3 separate regions of the Mus musculus genome follow, and regions 1 and 3 are each linked to region 2. The links are chromatin contacts, called in public HiChIP or PLAC-seq and promoter capture Hi-C maps. All regions are on one chromosome and are shown on one strand. Each heading gives the region's core, a stretch centred on a gene start, on an enhancer-like site or on the middle of the called end of the contact. The rest is flanking DNA. Distances are from core to core; before and after follow the strand shown.

The links. Promoter capture Hi-C pulls out the DNA fragments that hold promoters and counts their contacts. HiChIP or PLAC-seq counts read pairs in DNA pulled down with a chosen protein or histone mark.
Region 1: a contact with region 2 is called in an H3K27ac HiChIP or PLAC-seq map of embryonic stem cells, with 2.6 times the contacts expected there. The contact joins the promoter of Htr6 here to the promoter of Aldh4a1 in region 2. A contact is called at or near these places in 1 of 15 datasets of contacts at CTCF or cohesin (embryonic stem cells), 8 of 484 Hi-C or Micro-C datasets (the Ba/F3 cell line, the G1E-ER4 cell line, the P5424 cell line and 2 more), 9 of 115 datasets of contacts at active chromatin or transcription factors (embryonic stem cells, large pre-B cells and stem cell-derived neural progenitor cells) and 2 of 9 other capture datasets (adipose tissue and embryonic stem cells).
Region 3: a contact with region 2 is called in a promoter capture Hi-C map of stem cell-derived epiblast-like cells, with 5 times the contacts expected there. The contact joins the promoter of Rnf186 here to the promoter of Aldh4a1 in region 2. A contact is called at or near these places in 3 of 39 promoter capture datasets (liver, pre-B cells and stem cell-derived epiblast-like cells), 1 of 484 Hi-C or Micro-C datasets (liver) and 3 of 115 datasets of contacts at active chromatin or transcription factors (bone marrow-derived macrophages, memory CD8 T cells and thymic regulatory T cells).

The regions. Positions count from the first base shown.
Region 1 is chr4:139,072,703-139,077,221 of GRCm38.p6, forward strand. It overlaps Htr6 (5-hydroxytryptamine (serotonin) receptor 6), which reads right to left and starts at 2,868. Exons shown (of 4, transcript NM_001377096.1): 1 at 2,731-2,868; 2 at 1,340-2,627. The coding sequence starts at 2,059.
Region 2 is chr4:139,620,271-139,624,746 of GRCm38.p6, forward strand. It overlaps Aldh4a1 (aldehyde dehydrogenase 4 family, member A1), which reads left to right and starts at 2,624. Exons shown (of 15, transcript NM_175438.4): 1 at 2,624-2,927. The coding sequence starts at 2,869. Iffo2 (intermediate filament family orphan 2) reads left to right here. Exons shown (of 9, transcript NM_001205173.1): 9 at 1-112.
Region 3 is chr4:138,965,209-138,969,876 of GRCm38.p6, forward strand. Rnf186 (ring finger protein 186) reads left to right here and starts at 1,911. Exons shown (of 1, transcript NM_025786.4): 1 at 1,911-3,157. The coding sequence starts at 2,105. The coding sequence ends at 2,785.

The sequences.
Region 1 (4,519 bases), core at 1,618-4,117, 550 kb before region 2:
ACCTTGGACGATCATGTCTCCCTCACAGCATTGGAGCCCAGCTGCTCTGGGGGCCCACCTCACCAAGTCCCTTGCTGCTCAGTGACACACCCACCCACCCCAAGGCTACCAACCTCACCCCAAGGCTACCAACCTCACCCCAAGGCTACCAACCTCTACGAACCTCCTTCACCTGAGGCTATGAGATGTCCTTGCAGAGAGCAGCTGGGACCTTTGCCAGGGGCTCAGTTCACAGACCTAAGTCTCAGGAGCCCAAGCCTAGAGAGCCTACATCTCACCCGCCACGGTGGACCTCAGCCAGGAGCCCAGTAACCTGTATGGCAAGAGCAGCCATGCTTGCTTTGAGATAAGGGGCCTGCACAGGTAACTATTGAGCTATATGTACTGGGAGTCAAAACTGGCCTAGCCTCACACAGTCCCCAAGCCATGGAGGCAGTGTGGCTAAATCAACACATAAACAGGGGTTGCGATGGCAACAGCATCAGGGAGGCCGTGGGCCTTCAGACCCAGAAGTCAGGGTCAGCAAGAGCAGCTCCAGACAGAGGCGTTGAGGCAGAGGGAACAGCAAACACAAAGACCTTAAGCCAGGCATGGCAGGGCACATGTATAGTACCAACAACTTGGGAGACAGATTCAGGGAGATCACAAGTTCAAGATCACCTTCAGCTACATAGGGAGCTTGGAGTCCACTGAAGCTACATGAGGCCTTCTTTCAAAGTAAGGCCCGAAATCTTGGCACAGAGTGAAACATGACAACTTTGAAGACTGTCCTCGGGGCCCTGAGGCTGGTGTAGGCAGAGAAGAAGAGGAGAGAGGGAAAGGGAGGGTAAGAGTTTGGCCTGGAAGGATCCTCAAGGGCCATAATTGAGGTGGGATTTTGCCTTGTGGAGAGCTAGGTGGGGTTTGTAGCAAGAAAGCAAATGGCCAACTTCTTTTCAGTCACTTTGGCTCTGGGAAAGTGAGCTCCCTGGTGAGAGGTGACAGTGGCTTAGACTAGGGATGGACAGCAAAGGCATGCTTATTTCGAAGACAGGACCAACAGGCCCAGAAAAAGGTGTGTGAATACGAGGGGAAGAGGGTGCTTTCTAAGTTCCCCAGATGTGATACAGGATGGGGCCCGTCACAGAGAAGCATGCCAGCTTCCTCCTCCATACCCAGCTCACCACAGCCCGCATATCCCACCACAGTCAGAGCTTGAAATTCATCCGAAAGCCATAGCCACCGGCCTTGGGGGATTAGCAACGACTGTTAACTATGAGGCAGTCACCCAGTGGTTTCCCAAGGGCGGTTTATTTCTCCCCATCCCGAAAGCCAGGTCTCCCAAACCCACCCCGGGTACCTGCAAGGTTTCCAAGGCCTGGCCAGCCGTAGCCGTGCCCGTGGTGAGCGAGGCCACTTGCACCGCCTGCTTGCGGGCAGCCAGCAAGATCCTGCAGTAGGTGAAGCAGATGGCACCCGAAGGCAGGAAAAAGGTGACGCCGGACGCCACGAGGACATAAGGCAGGCTGGCCAATAGGCGGCACTGGCCCGGGGCAGATGTTCGAGCTTTGCCCAGTTCATGCCAGCCCAGCAAGAGGGGCAGGAAGGAGGCCAGCGCGGCGAGGCTCCAGGCACCCAGGATGAGCGCCAGGGCACGCGGGGCTGTCATGCGCAGCTTGTAGCGCAGCGGCGAGAGGATGAGCAGGTAGCGGTCCAGGCTGATGAGGCAGAGGTTGAGAATGGAGGCGCTGCAGCACATCACGTCGAAGGCGGTCCAAAGCAGACAGAGGCCGCGAGCTAGCACCCAGCGCCCATACAGCGCGTTCAGCATGGCTGGGGGCATCACCACCAATCCCACCATCAGGTCCGACGTGAAGAGCGACACCAGGAAGAAGTTAGACGTGTTGCGCAGCGCGGGCTGCGTGCAGATGAGCGCGATCAGCAGCGAATTGGCGGCTGCCGTCAGCACGATGACCACGCACAGCGCAGCGGCCACCCAGCCGCTGCCCCCTGGGGCTGGCGGTGGCCCGGGGCCCCAGGCTGGGGTGCTACTGTTGACAGGGCCGGGCTCTGGAACCATGGGGACTAGGGTTGAGGACCAGGACAGGATATGGTGAATGCGGATACAGGGTGAAGCCAAAGGAAGAGAAAGCAAGATGGGTAAAAACTGCACCTCAGAGGAGTAGGTGGCAAAACAGGGTTCTTAGGTCACCGAGCAACCATTACAAGAGGTCGGGGAGAGATTGTAGGGGCGCCTCCTATGGCGGGGCCACCTGGAGTACTCGGGTAAGAAGTTTGGGGAGGGGTACCGATGCGCCGAGTCCATGAAAGTTGGGCTGGGGCTGGATGAGAGCCCTGGAATGGAATAGAGCCACCGGGGATGCCTAAGGATGGGGGTGGGGCTCCTGGCCAGAGGCACGGCTGGGGAGGTGGGAGCAGGAGGCGAACTCCCGCCTTCCGGTCGGGGCAGTCTCTCTGAGGAGGGTGGGCGTGTGAGTACGCTTGATCACGAGCTGTCGCGCGTGGGGGTCGCAATGGGGTGGCCCAAGAACAGGAGCGCAGCTCGGCGGCGGAAAGCAGGTCTCCTTTCTCCCCTAGGCACTGAAGGATCCCGGGTACCGGAGGCCGCGGACCGGGCCGGGCCAGACCTGGTGGGGGAGAGAGGGCTGGCAGAGGAGCGCAGCGCGGCGCGGCGCTCCGCCCTCCCGGCCGCGCCGGCTCGCCTGGCCGCCTCCCGCCCGCGCTCCCTACCTGGGCGCTCGCGGGTGATCCGCTGCCGGCGACTGCGGCAAGCGCCGCGGGGCTGGAGACTACAGGCAGCGGCTGGTGGCGCGGCGGGCATAGGGCTCCCGAGCCGGGGAGATGGTGCGCAGGAGCCCGCGACGCTTCAGCCACGCGCGGTCCCGGAGGCTCCGAGCGTGCGCCCCGCCCCGCCCCGCGGTGGGCGGGCAGAGTCGAGCCCCTCTTAGCTGGCGAGCGGGGTTGTGGTACCCTAGGCCTGGAGAAGGATGCTCCAAGCGCTCCCGGGCGCCCGCAGCCCCCACACCTTCGCCTGTGGCTCCCCTGCCCACATGTGGTGATGGCGCAGGCAGAAGTCAAGGAAGGGGGACGTGACCTGTATGTACCCGGAGACTGCTCCCCAATGGGGGTCGAGCCACTCACTGTAAGAATCACCGAGCTTTCAAGAGAAGTCAGCTGGGAAATACCGAGCAAGTCCTTTGAGATCCCTCTGAGCCTCAGCTGCTGGATCTATACAATGGGTAAATAATTTCTACCACACTTCACCTTTGGATCAACCCTGCCAGTTCTCTAACAACACTGAGTGATTTTGGTGAAGGTCCCCCTCCCTGACCTGTTGGCGCTCCAAGTCTCAGTGTGAGGGATTTGGGAATCTCCAAGCCATTGGAAGGGTAGTCACTGCAAACAGGGGTAGGGCCTAGCGCCTCCTAGTGATGACCAAGTTTTCTTCACACCTTGTAGGTACCAGGTACTGCTCTGGACCATCTATCTGGACACCACGACATTAGATGACGCTTCCCATCTGTGAACTTCCATTCTAGTGGAAGGAAATGGACAAGAAATGGGCAAAGGAAACGTAAAGTGGTCATTTCTATAGGAAAGGGGGGAGGAAGAAGAGGGAGGGGAGGAGGGAAAGGAGGAGGAGGAGAGAAAATGTACAGCAGTGTGAAGAGAACCTGACACGTATCTTTTTTGAAATGGAAATACCTCCCACTTAGAAGAGCCCACTGCGTTCATGGCCTTGGTTTGTCCTGGAATATCTCTACCCAGATTCCTACCCCCAACTATAAAGCCAGAATATACATGCCAGAAATATAAATACCAGGAAGAAGGTGTTACGCTGAGGCTCAGAGAGGTCAAGAGCCTCTACCGAGGTCTCCAGCACCAGGCAACCAAGGATCTGGTGGAACCGAGTTCCGCCAGGTGCTCAAGGCAGAAGGTGCTTAAGATGCCCGGTGTCCAAATCCGCAGATCAACGGTATCCACTCACACCCAAAGGTGGGTGAAGTCAGCCGCAGCACCCAAAAGACGGACCCTGTCTTTCACTCCACACTGTGAGGCCTGAGGAAACAGAAGGTCACCCCTGGATGGAGCGTCAGAGACCCACTTGCGATCCCAGCTCTGATGCTCAGTAGGTTCTGCGCATTCAGGGCCGGTGGCGGCTGATCCCTTGGCCTTCTTTTCTCTCCAGCCACAGTTAGCAGAATTCCGTGTCTGACTCACGGGGTGTCAGGGGAGATTAGATGACACTGTGTGCTCCAACAGCTTGACAGTCCTATGTCGGTGCTAGCTGTTGGCTTCTGTGTCTCTCACTGGCGTTTCATCCTGAGGTGCCTCTCATAGCCCTGGTGTGCCTAACACAGCAGCAGGAGATATGTTTGCAGCATGGGAATCAGGGCTTATCGTCATAATCTGTTACTTGATCTATAATGCTGGCAAAGGTTTCTCCTCCTCCTCCTCCTCCTCCTCCTCTTCCTCCTCCTCGTCCTCTTCTTCTTCTTCTTCTTCTTCTTCTTCTTCT
Region 2 (4,476 bases), core at 1,374-3,873:
AGACTACTGACCCTACCAGAAAACCAACCTGTTTACTGTACTGTTGTAAATACTGTGCCCTTTATATCGTGTATATTGGCTTCTTTGGAATAAAGTAAAATGTCTTAGCACACATGGTTTATGCTGCTTTGTATCCTGGTGGTTGTGGGAGGGGTAAGAAGACTAAAGCAAACTTATTAACCAATCAGTGATAAGATTGGGGACTTGCCTATTTGCATCTCACAGTAAGATCTTCCAGGATGCCACGCATTGGTGGCTCACACCTTTAATCCCAGAACTCAGAAGGTAGATCTCTGTAAGTTCAAGGTCTACAAAGTGAGTTGCTGGACAGCCAGAAACCCTGTCTTGAGAAACCAAGTAACAACAAACAAACACACACCAACATAAAAAACCTCCCAGAAGGACCTAAGGCAGGGAGAATTAGACAGAAGAGGCCCCAAGAAACCCTAGGCTAATTGGCACTGCCTGGTCTAAAGTTGAGGTCCCACCAGCTACAAAGCCCCTATTTCACAGACCTCCCCAGAATGTCTACAAGAAGCACCTGCTGGACTCTGGATTTGATATTGTCCACTGTTACAGTTGCTTTTAACAAAGGGCCACATTCAAAGGTGGCCTCCCTCCACTGTGAGCTGCCATTTCCAAGGATGGAGAGAAACTGCTGCTTGGTCACATGATGTAGCTCTTTCCTAGTCCCATCTCCTAGAGTGCCTTAAATGGAGTAGTTGGCAGGAAAGGGGGAAGACCAGGGTGACGGGTGTTCAAGGTGCATAACATCATCCTATTTAACAGAAGAGGAAACCGAGGTCCACAGAGCCTGCATGGGATAGTTTTTATGTCAGCTTGACAGAAGCTGGTGGCATCTGAAAGAAGGGGACAAAAAATTTTAAGAATATGCCTCCAAGGCTGGAGAGATGGCTCAGCAGTTAAGAGCACGGTCTGCTCTTCCAGAGGTCCTGAGTTCAAATCTCAGCAACCACATGGTGGCTCACAACCATCTATAATGGTTTCTGATGCCCTCTTCTGGTGTATCTGAAGAGAAACAAGTATTATACTTACATATAATAAATAAGTAAATCTTTTCTAAAAAAAAGAAAAAGGAAAAAAAAAGAAAATGTCTCCAAAAGATCAGCCTGTGGGCAAGCCTGTAGGGCATTTCCTTTTCTTTCTTTTTCTGTTTTATTAATTAGTTAATTAATTATTACATTATTGTTAGTATTAGTATTATTATCATTTTAGTTATTTGAGACAAGGTTTCTCTGTATAGACTGGAACTCACTCTGTAGACCAGGCTAGCCTCAAACTCAGAGATCTGTCTGCATCTACCTCCTAAGTGCTAGATGTAAAGGTATGCACTACCACTGCACAGCTACTTGGGCAAAAAAAATTCTTAATTTGTGATTGATGTGGGAGGGCCCAGCCTATTCTAGGTAGTCCAACCCCTGGACTGGCGGTCCACCTGTAAGGCTGAGCAAGCCAGTAAGCAGCGTCCCTCCACGGCTTCTGCATCAGCTCCTGCCTCCAGGTTCCTGCCTCAGTGATGAGCTGAAAATTTGCACACGTAAACCTTTAACTCCCCACTTGCTTTTTGGTCATGGTGTTTTGAGGCGAATCTGCCCAGTGTGGTATCAAATTAGAACCAGAGGGACCCCAAAGTAAATGCCCTGGTTACATTGTCAAAGACAGAGAAACACGTTGAAGCAGGACTGTGGTGGTGCAGGCCTTTAATCCCAGCACTCTGGAGGCAGACCTGCGGGTGGATCTCTGTAAATTCAGGGCCTGGTCTATAGAGCCAGTTCCAGGATAGCCAAGGCTACACAGAGAAACCCTGTCTGAAAAAGTAAAACCAAGCCAAAAAAAAAAAATTAAAAAAATTAAACAAAAACAAAACCCAAAGAGAATAAAGTAAGAAAACCCATACCAGTATCTTAGGAATACAGTGGTTCCCTAAGGCATCATTCTAAGAGCAGGTTTCGGAAGCTGTTTTAATACGTTCGAGTATTCATCAAACAACGTCTCATGAAGAAAACTGAAAATTTTAACCACGGGGCAGAGGGACAGAGGGACAGAGGCAGGAACAACTGGTTTTTGTGGCTAGAGGCTTTTAAGAAAAGGAAGAAATAAAGAAAATTAAAACGAAGAACGTTAAGTTCAGGCCCGCTAGGGTTTTATCTCATTCTGATTCCAATCTGGAAGGAAGCAAGCCCAGGCTTGGCCCTGAGCCAGGCTGGGAGATGGAGGGCAGATCAGGCTCCATGCACGGTGGCAGCCCCCGGGGAGGTGGCAGGGAGCTGGCCTTGGTGTGGCTCGGCGGGCCCGGGCAGAGTTGTAGCCTGCAGATGTCCAGCCTTCCAGCCACCAAGTGTTGGGGACCCAAGTAGCACCTGTCGCGTCGACCGGGTCCCCCCCCCCCCCCCCCCCCGGCCACTTCTACTACTGAGCACGCGCTCTGTGCAGGATCTGTCATTGGCTCCTGCAACTCTCCAGCCCTGCCTAAGAAGGCTGCAGCTTGCCTGTCCTGCTGATTGGCCTGGAGGCTTTCATGCGAGACTCTGATTGGTCAGTGAGGCTCACGCCCTCTCTCCTTGGGTCATACCATAAGGAGAGGAGACGAGGAGAAGAGAGTATCATTTCAGGGCTTTTCTGCTGCATTCTCTTGACCCGCAGTCCACAGTAGCAATTTTGATGTTAAATACAGCTGATGTTTATTGACAGAGGGGGAAGGGTACCCGAGGAGGGGCCCCGAAGGAGGTGGACCGGGCGATGCTGCGCCTCCCGCAGAGGTAGTGCGCTCCGGGCTTGTCTAGTCCAGCCCGGTGGGGCTGACTCTGAGCTTCCCACAGCTGCGCAAGACTGTTAAGAGTCTCCGCGATGCTGCCGCTGCCGTCGCTCCGCCGATCCCTGCTGTCCCATGCCTGGAGGGGCGCTGGGTGAGTGAACCCCTCTGCTGCCTGAGTCCTGAGAGCCGTGGACAGATCCCACTCTGTGGGTCCTCCAGGTTGCAGCCATTATCTCCAGGGTCCCTATGGCTCCCCTAAGTGCGCGCCGGGTCGCGACCTGCAGAGCCACTCTCCCATGGAGAACCTGTGGCGCCTTACCAGGTCTCTCTAGAGCAGTGGTTCTTAACAAATGCTGTGACCCTTTCCTCTTGGTGTGGTGACTCCCCAACCGAAAAATTATGCCACTTCATAACCGTATTTTGCTACTGTTATAAATCGTCATGTAAATATCTAATATGCAGAATAGCTGATATGCGACCCCTGTGAAAGGATCGCTCGGGGTGGCGACCTACAGGTTGCAAACCAATGTCCTAGATGGCCAGTTTTCCTATCCAAGGAACCCCAGGGAGGGTGTGGCGTCCGGATTTGTGCCCACGCCCCCTTCCTACACCCCTCTTTCTCCTAACGCTGTATATTTCAAATTTGCTGATTCTCCCAGACCTTGGCCGGCCCTGTGTTCCCATTCTGGAGCCTTCCGACACTCCCAGGGACCTCTCCACCCCACTCCCTTTTTGTTCAATATTGGGCTTTTGTTTTACGGTGGGTGCCATAATGACTTTTATAACGTGTGATGCGGCTCTGCGTGGCATGGGGCTCATTTTGAGGTTTGCCTAAATCCATTCAGACAAGTTCCTTAATAAATCACCGGGAGGCAGAGGCAGGCAGGTCACTGAGTGCAAGGCCAGCTTGTTCTGCAAGAGCAGGTTCGAGGAGGGTCAGGGATACACGAGAAACCCTGTCTCAAAAACAAACAAACAAACAAACAAACAAACAAACGTAATGAAGAGACAGGTAAGCCCTAGGGCAGAGAGCTGCTTGCTTTCAGCCAGAATCCTGGCTGCCTTAGTGATGTGTTCCAATATCCTGCCCCAGTATGGCTCACGGCCTGTTTGAACTTGGGTATTATTCCCCATTTCTGCCTGCCTTCCTTGTACAGTTTACACAGCACCCCCACACCCCTACTTTGGTTACTGTTTGCCTGCTCTGTGGCCTGTGACCCACCGTGTCCACCTCCACTGAGTTGTGACCTCTTTGAGTTAATCAGTGACCCTTTCCCTGCTCCCATGGGATGACCTGGGTGAGTTTCAACCCTTCCTCATGTTGTGTGACGCTATTAGGCAAAGGACATGGGATTGGGGGGTGGGGTGGGAGGTGGGGCGTGTGGTGAATGGAGCCTGCACCTCTTCAGTTTCTTCCTGCTCCGAGACCACCCACTGCAGCCCCGGGATGGAAGGCTCAGATAGGCAGAGCCTTCTATAGATTCTCAGGTTTACTTTGTACCTCTCCGGGTGTCAGTGTGCTACAAGGTGCACTGCAGTCAAGGGGATCATGCACTGGGTGGGGGCAGTGCATGATCAGGGAGTGGAACTCGGGGGAGTTTTCAACTTAACTGGCCAGAGAGGCGTGGACCCATGCATCTTGTCTTCTTTTAAGGAAAGCAGTCCATGTTATGAAGTAGTTTCGAATAGCAGTATCATTT
Region 3 (4,668 bases), core at 661-3,160, 660 kb before region 2:
GGAACCTGCCCACCACCGCATCTCCCTCAGACCAATATAAGAGGGTTTGGGGGCAGCAGTGATCACTCAAAGTGAAGACAGGCCACTGTCATCTGAAAACATTCTGTACACAGACACCCAGGGCTACGGCCAGGAGCCTTTCTACGAACCTGGTAGAAACTGGGGTAGAAAGAAATCCCCGCTGACCCAGCCTAAGGCAGAAAGAATGGAAACTGGGGCTGGGATCCAGAGTGAGGGGACCCTGAGGGGGGAACAAAGCAAGAACAGGCAGCCTCTGCCTGCTGGAGGCTCCACACACATAGACTGAACCTGTGGCAGGCACAGCCCCTCGGGGTAGAGGGAAGGGTTTAACCCAAGAAGCTTGACACCAGTAGCCACTGACAAGCCATCTCTGGATTCACTGTGGTGCTAGTTGTTGTTCTTGTTTTTTGTTGTTGTTGTTGTTTGTTGTGAGGGAAGGGACATCTATCCCAGCTTGCTCTCTCTCTCTCTCTCTCTATATATATATATATATTATAAGGGAAATAAGGGAACACCATTATCACAGACCCCATTACAGATGGTTGTGAGCTACCATGTGGTTGCTGGGAATTGAACTCAGAACCTCTGGAAGAGCAGTCAGTCCTCTTAACTGCTGAGCCATCTCTCTAGCCCCCATCCCAGCTCTCTCATTCCAGGCATGGTGAGGGGGACAGAATTTCATGACTGCCACACTTCGTCCCCTCTACCATGCCACATGGAGTCCTACCAGCTTAAGCCAGCCACCCAGAGGCCAATAGAATCTTCATGGATTGACATGGCTGAGTTCCACGAGACTGGGAACCAGACCTTGGACATGGCAAGATCCTGCCCCTGTGGTAGGCCCCTTGGCAGGCAGCCAACAAGCCAACACCCTGCCCCTGTGCCCAGACCTTTCTTACAGAGCTGGCATTCTAGGAGACCACAGGTGAGGACCCAGGCCGGGAGAGCTGGCTCTTAGAAGACCCAAATAACAGCAGTTTATGCTTATGCCTGGGTGCCTAGAGCCAGGGGTCTGTTCCCGCGGTGCACTGACAGGAGAGATAAATACCTGGGAACCGGAAGCTGCTAATGCAGCTGTGAGGATGACAAGAAACTGAATGGGCCAATGTGTGCTTGTTAGTTTCGGTTTTCTGTTCAGACTTTCCTGTCCCCAACACTTCGCCCAATCTCTCTTTCTCTTTTTTCCTAATGCCACCCATTTGCCCATGTTTTCAAGGCACAAACACTCTCTTCTGCATTGAGTCTGAAATCTAGAAGGTCTGGAGGCCTTTCTCAGAGGGATGCTTCCCAGTCACCCTCATCAGGACCACAGAGATGTTGGAGAGCTTTACAGTTGTTTACACCCCATCCGGGCCTGACACATCTACCCCTCTGTGCCTCGGAGCCTGGTACTCTGCATTTTTAAAGGCTGATGAGATGTCTCAGCAAGTATGCCAGCAATTGTGACACCCTAAGTTCTACCCCGCAGAACCCCCCTCGTTACACAAGAGAACTGACTCTTTCAAGTCCCTTGACCGCCACATGTGGACCATGAAGACATGTGTCACATGCCTACACCGGCACACACAGAGAATAAATGTAATTTCTAAAGGGTTGTGGGGTTTCTGCTCATTTCCCTACACCAGGGCTTTGATTGGCCAGGGGTGGAGGTGGAGGTGGGGATGGGGTGTCACTGGTGCGCTCCAGAGCGTAGTAGTAGAGACAGCGTCCCTGTCGGTTGTCATGTAGACACTCACCAGGCATGGCCCCAACAGGAAAGTCCTGATTCATGAGACTCCACCCACTTTGGCCCTTCTATCAGGTAATTCAAAGTCTCCAGGTCTCCAAGTTACTGATTAACCCTGGGTTTCGAGTAAAGAAATAATAATAACTGAAGGACCAACATAAGCGGAGAAACAAGCAGGGCAACCAAGGGAGCAAGATGCCAGACATCGGTTGTCAGCAGGTACCCGCAGAGAGCAGAAGGGAGACTGGAAGCGTCCCCACAGGACCGGAACCCATGCAAGTCCTGGCAGCTCCGGTGGATGTCGCATGCGGATGCCCGTGCGCGGATCAGCCTTGTCCCTCCACCTCTGTACCCAGAATGTCCTGCACTGAGGCCCCACAGCCTATCCCAGCGGGTACCACCACCACCAGCACCATCATTGCCTTGGGGCCCACCGGGCGGCTCAGCATCTCTGTGGAGGGTGACCTGGAATGCTTGGTGTGCCGAGAGCCCTACAACTGTGCTCGGTCCCCCAAGCTGCTTAGCTGTCAGCACACCTTCTGTGCCGTATGCCTGAAGCTTCTGCTATATGTGCAGGAAGACACCTGGTCCATCCCCTGTCCGCTGTGCCGAAAGGTCACTGCTGTCCCGGGAGGCCTCATCTGCAGCTTGCGAGACCAGGAGGCGATGGTGGGGCGTCTGGCCCTGCCATGCCCAGAGGTGCGCCTATGTCCTCAGAGGCTAGTGGGTTCTGCCGCTTCAGCAACTCGGCCAGCCAACTGGACAGGAGAAGAAGAACAGGACACTGTAAGTGTCAACCGTGTAGCTGCCCGGCGCCTGGCTGTACACTTGCTCTTGTTGGCTCTTGTCATTGTCCTTATCCTGCCTTTCATCTACCCGGGTGTCATCCGGTGGGTGTTGGCCTTTGTCATTGCTCTGGCTCTCCTGATGTCCACCCTATTCTGCTGTCACCCCCAGAGCCAGAACAGCAACTGGCTTTGCCCCAGGACTCTGTTCTGCAGAGAGCAAAAGCAAACCCAGATCACTTCTATTGCCTGAGAACTCTGGATCCCTACAGGCCCAGTGCTGCCAAGGTTCCCTCCTCCCCCAGACCTCACAGTCTGCATGGGTAAGGGGCTAGGGGCCGCCTTTCAAAATCACATTCGAACTGGACTTGCGTGTCAAAGCCAGACTGGCCATGTTGGATCAAGGATTCTGTGCTGGAACAGTGGGATCGCACCTGCCTGTTCCTGTGTAGCATAGGAAGGAAAGGGGGAAAGAGAGGAGACACCCCCTGAATGAGTGACTCAAGGGTGGTGGGGTCCCTACCCCTATTCCAGAGCTCCTAAGTTTTGTATATATCCCTTTGTACACATATTGGGACATTGGCCTTACTACAAAGCAAATAGAACCAGGTCTCTTTTGTAATCCATGTAGCTGGCTTCATTTTTTTTAAATTTGGGCTTTGATGTTTTGTGTCCTGGGAAGTTTGTGACCATCTCTAGCCATTGCCCACTTTCCCTCCTGGGGTGCCAGAGCCCAAGGGGATACTGCCAGGTTTTCCCCAGGGTTGCTTGCTACACTGATCCCAAACCTTCCATGCCAAAAGTCTCCTTACGGTTTCCCACAGGGTCCACCCCAGGGTGGAGTACACATGGAATTGGAATTGTAAAGTGGGGAGAGGGTATCCGAGGATCAGCAGACAGAGATGGGGAGGTGTGGAGAGGGTGGGTCCAGGAATTGTCCTTAGGATCTACGCTGAGATCACCAGTTGCGTACCATGAGGGCTTGACTCAGAGAATCTCAGGGGACATGGACACACACACACACACACACACACACACAGAGACAGAGAGAGAGACAGAGAGAGAGAGAGAGAGAGAGAGACTCAGCTCTCCATCAGACTCCCAGACTCACATGACAGAACGAAAGCTTTCCAGATGGCGCCTCTCTTCTTATCACATCTACGGCCCTATTTGCTCCTTTGTCATAAAGATAAAACATCTCGTAAATGCAACGGTCCTCGGCGGTGTCACCCCACCTCAGCCTCAGAGCGGCAGTCGCTAGAAAGGTCCTTGGGTCATCTCTTCAGGACTATTTGGGCTTCTTTTTTCATGCAGCGCGGGGGGGGGGGGGTGGGAATCCACCCTCAGAAATGAGCCCTGGTGGGTTCAAGCAAAGAGGAAGTGGGAGAGCAAGAAGCCCAGTGTGGGAGCTGGAAGTTTGTCTCGGAGAGTCCCTGTGATCAGACTTAAAACTCTGGAGGGACTCCCCAGGCCTTGTGCACTGTCCTTTCCCATTCACCCCATTTCCTGCAGTAGGAGACTAACAGGAGGGCACAGTTCATGGTGACAGGACCTTTGTCAGGAGAGATGAGAGGACTCTGCCACTGGATCCTTGGGTGCCTGGCCCTGGTCAGTGGTCACATGCTGTTGAGCAAGGTCTTTGGCTCTCTGCTTCCCTTTTCTCAGACTGAGTTAAGTCTGACTCCGTTAGTCCTAAGATTCCCTGGATGTCCCAACTGCTCAGGGCCTGGTTGAGCCACAAGCCGATCGATGGAGGGGCCATATGCTTCTGAACGCCTGTGAGGAGGTCACATCAAGGGCTCCTTCTGTCTGACTGTGTGTCAGGCTGAGGGTAGAGTTCAGCGGTAAAATGTTTGCCTGGAATGTGTGAAGCCCTAGGTCCAGTCATCCCCAATGCAATTCACAAAATAAATACCAAAGCGAGCAAGAACATGAGTGCAGTATACTGCCTTGAAAAAGGCAGTGACTTCTTATTTTTCTTATAAGGCCAGACAATTCCCAGTGCAGCGAGAGTGTTGAGGGTGTGCATGAGCTCCGGTTCTCACAGGCAGCCAGCATAGTCCTGAAGAACACCCTTTCCCAGAGGGTGAACAGACGGCATCTCTCCTGTTGGCCTCTTGTGTGTGACATTTGGGA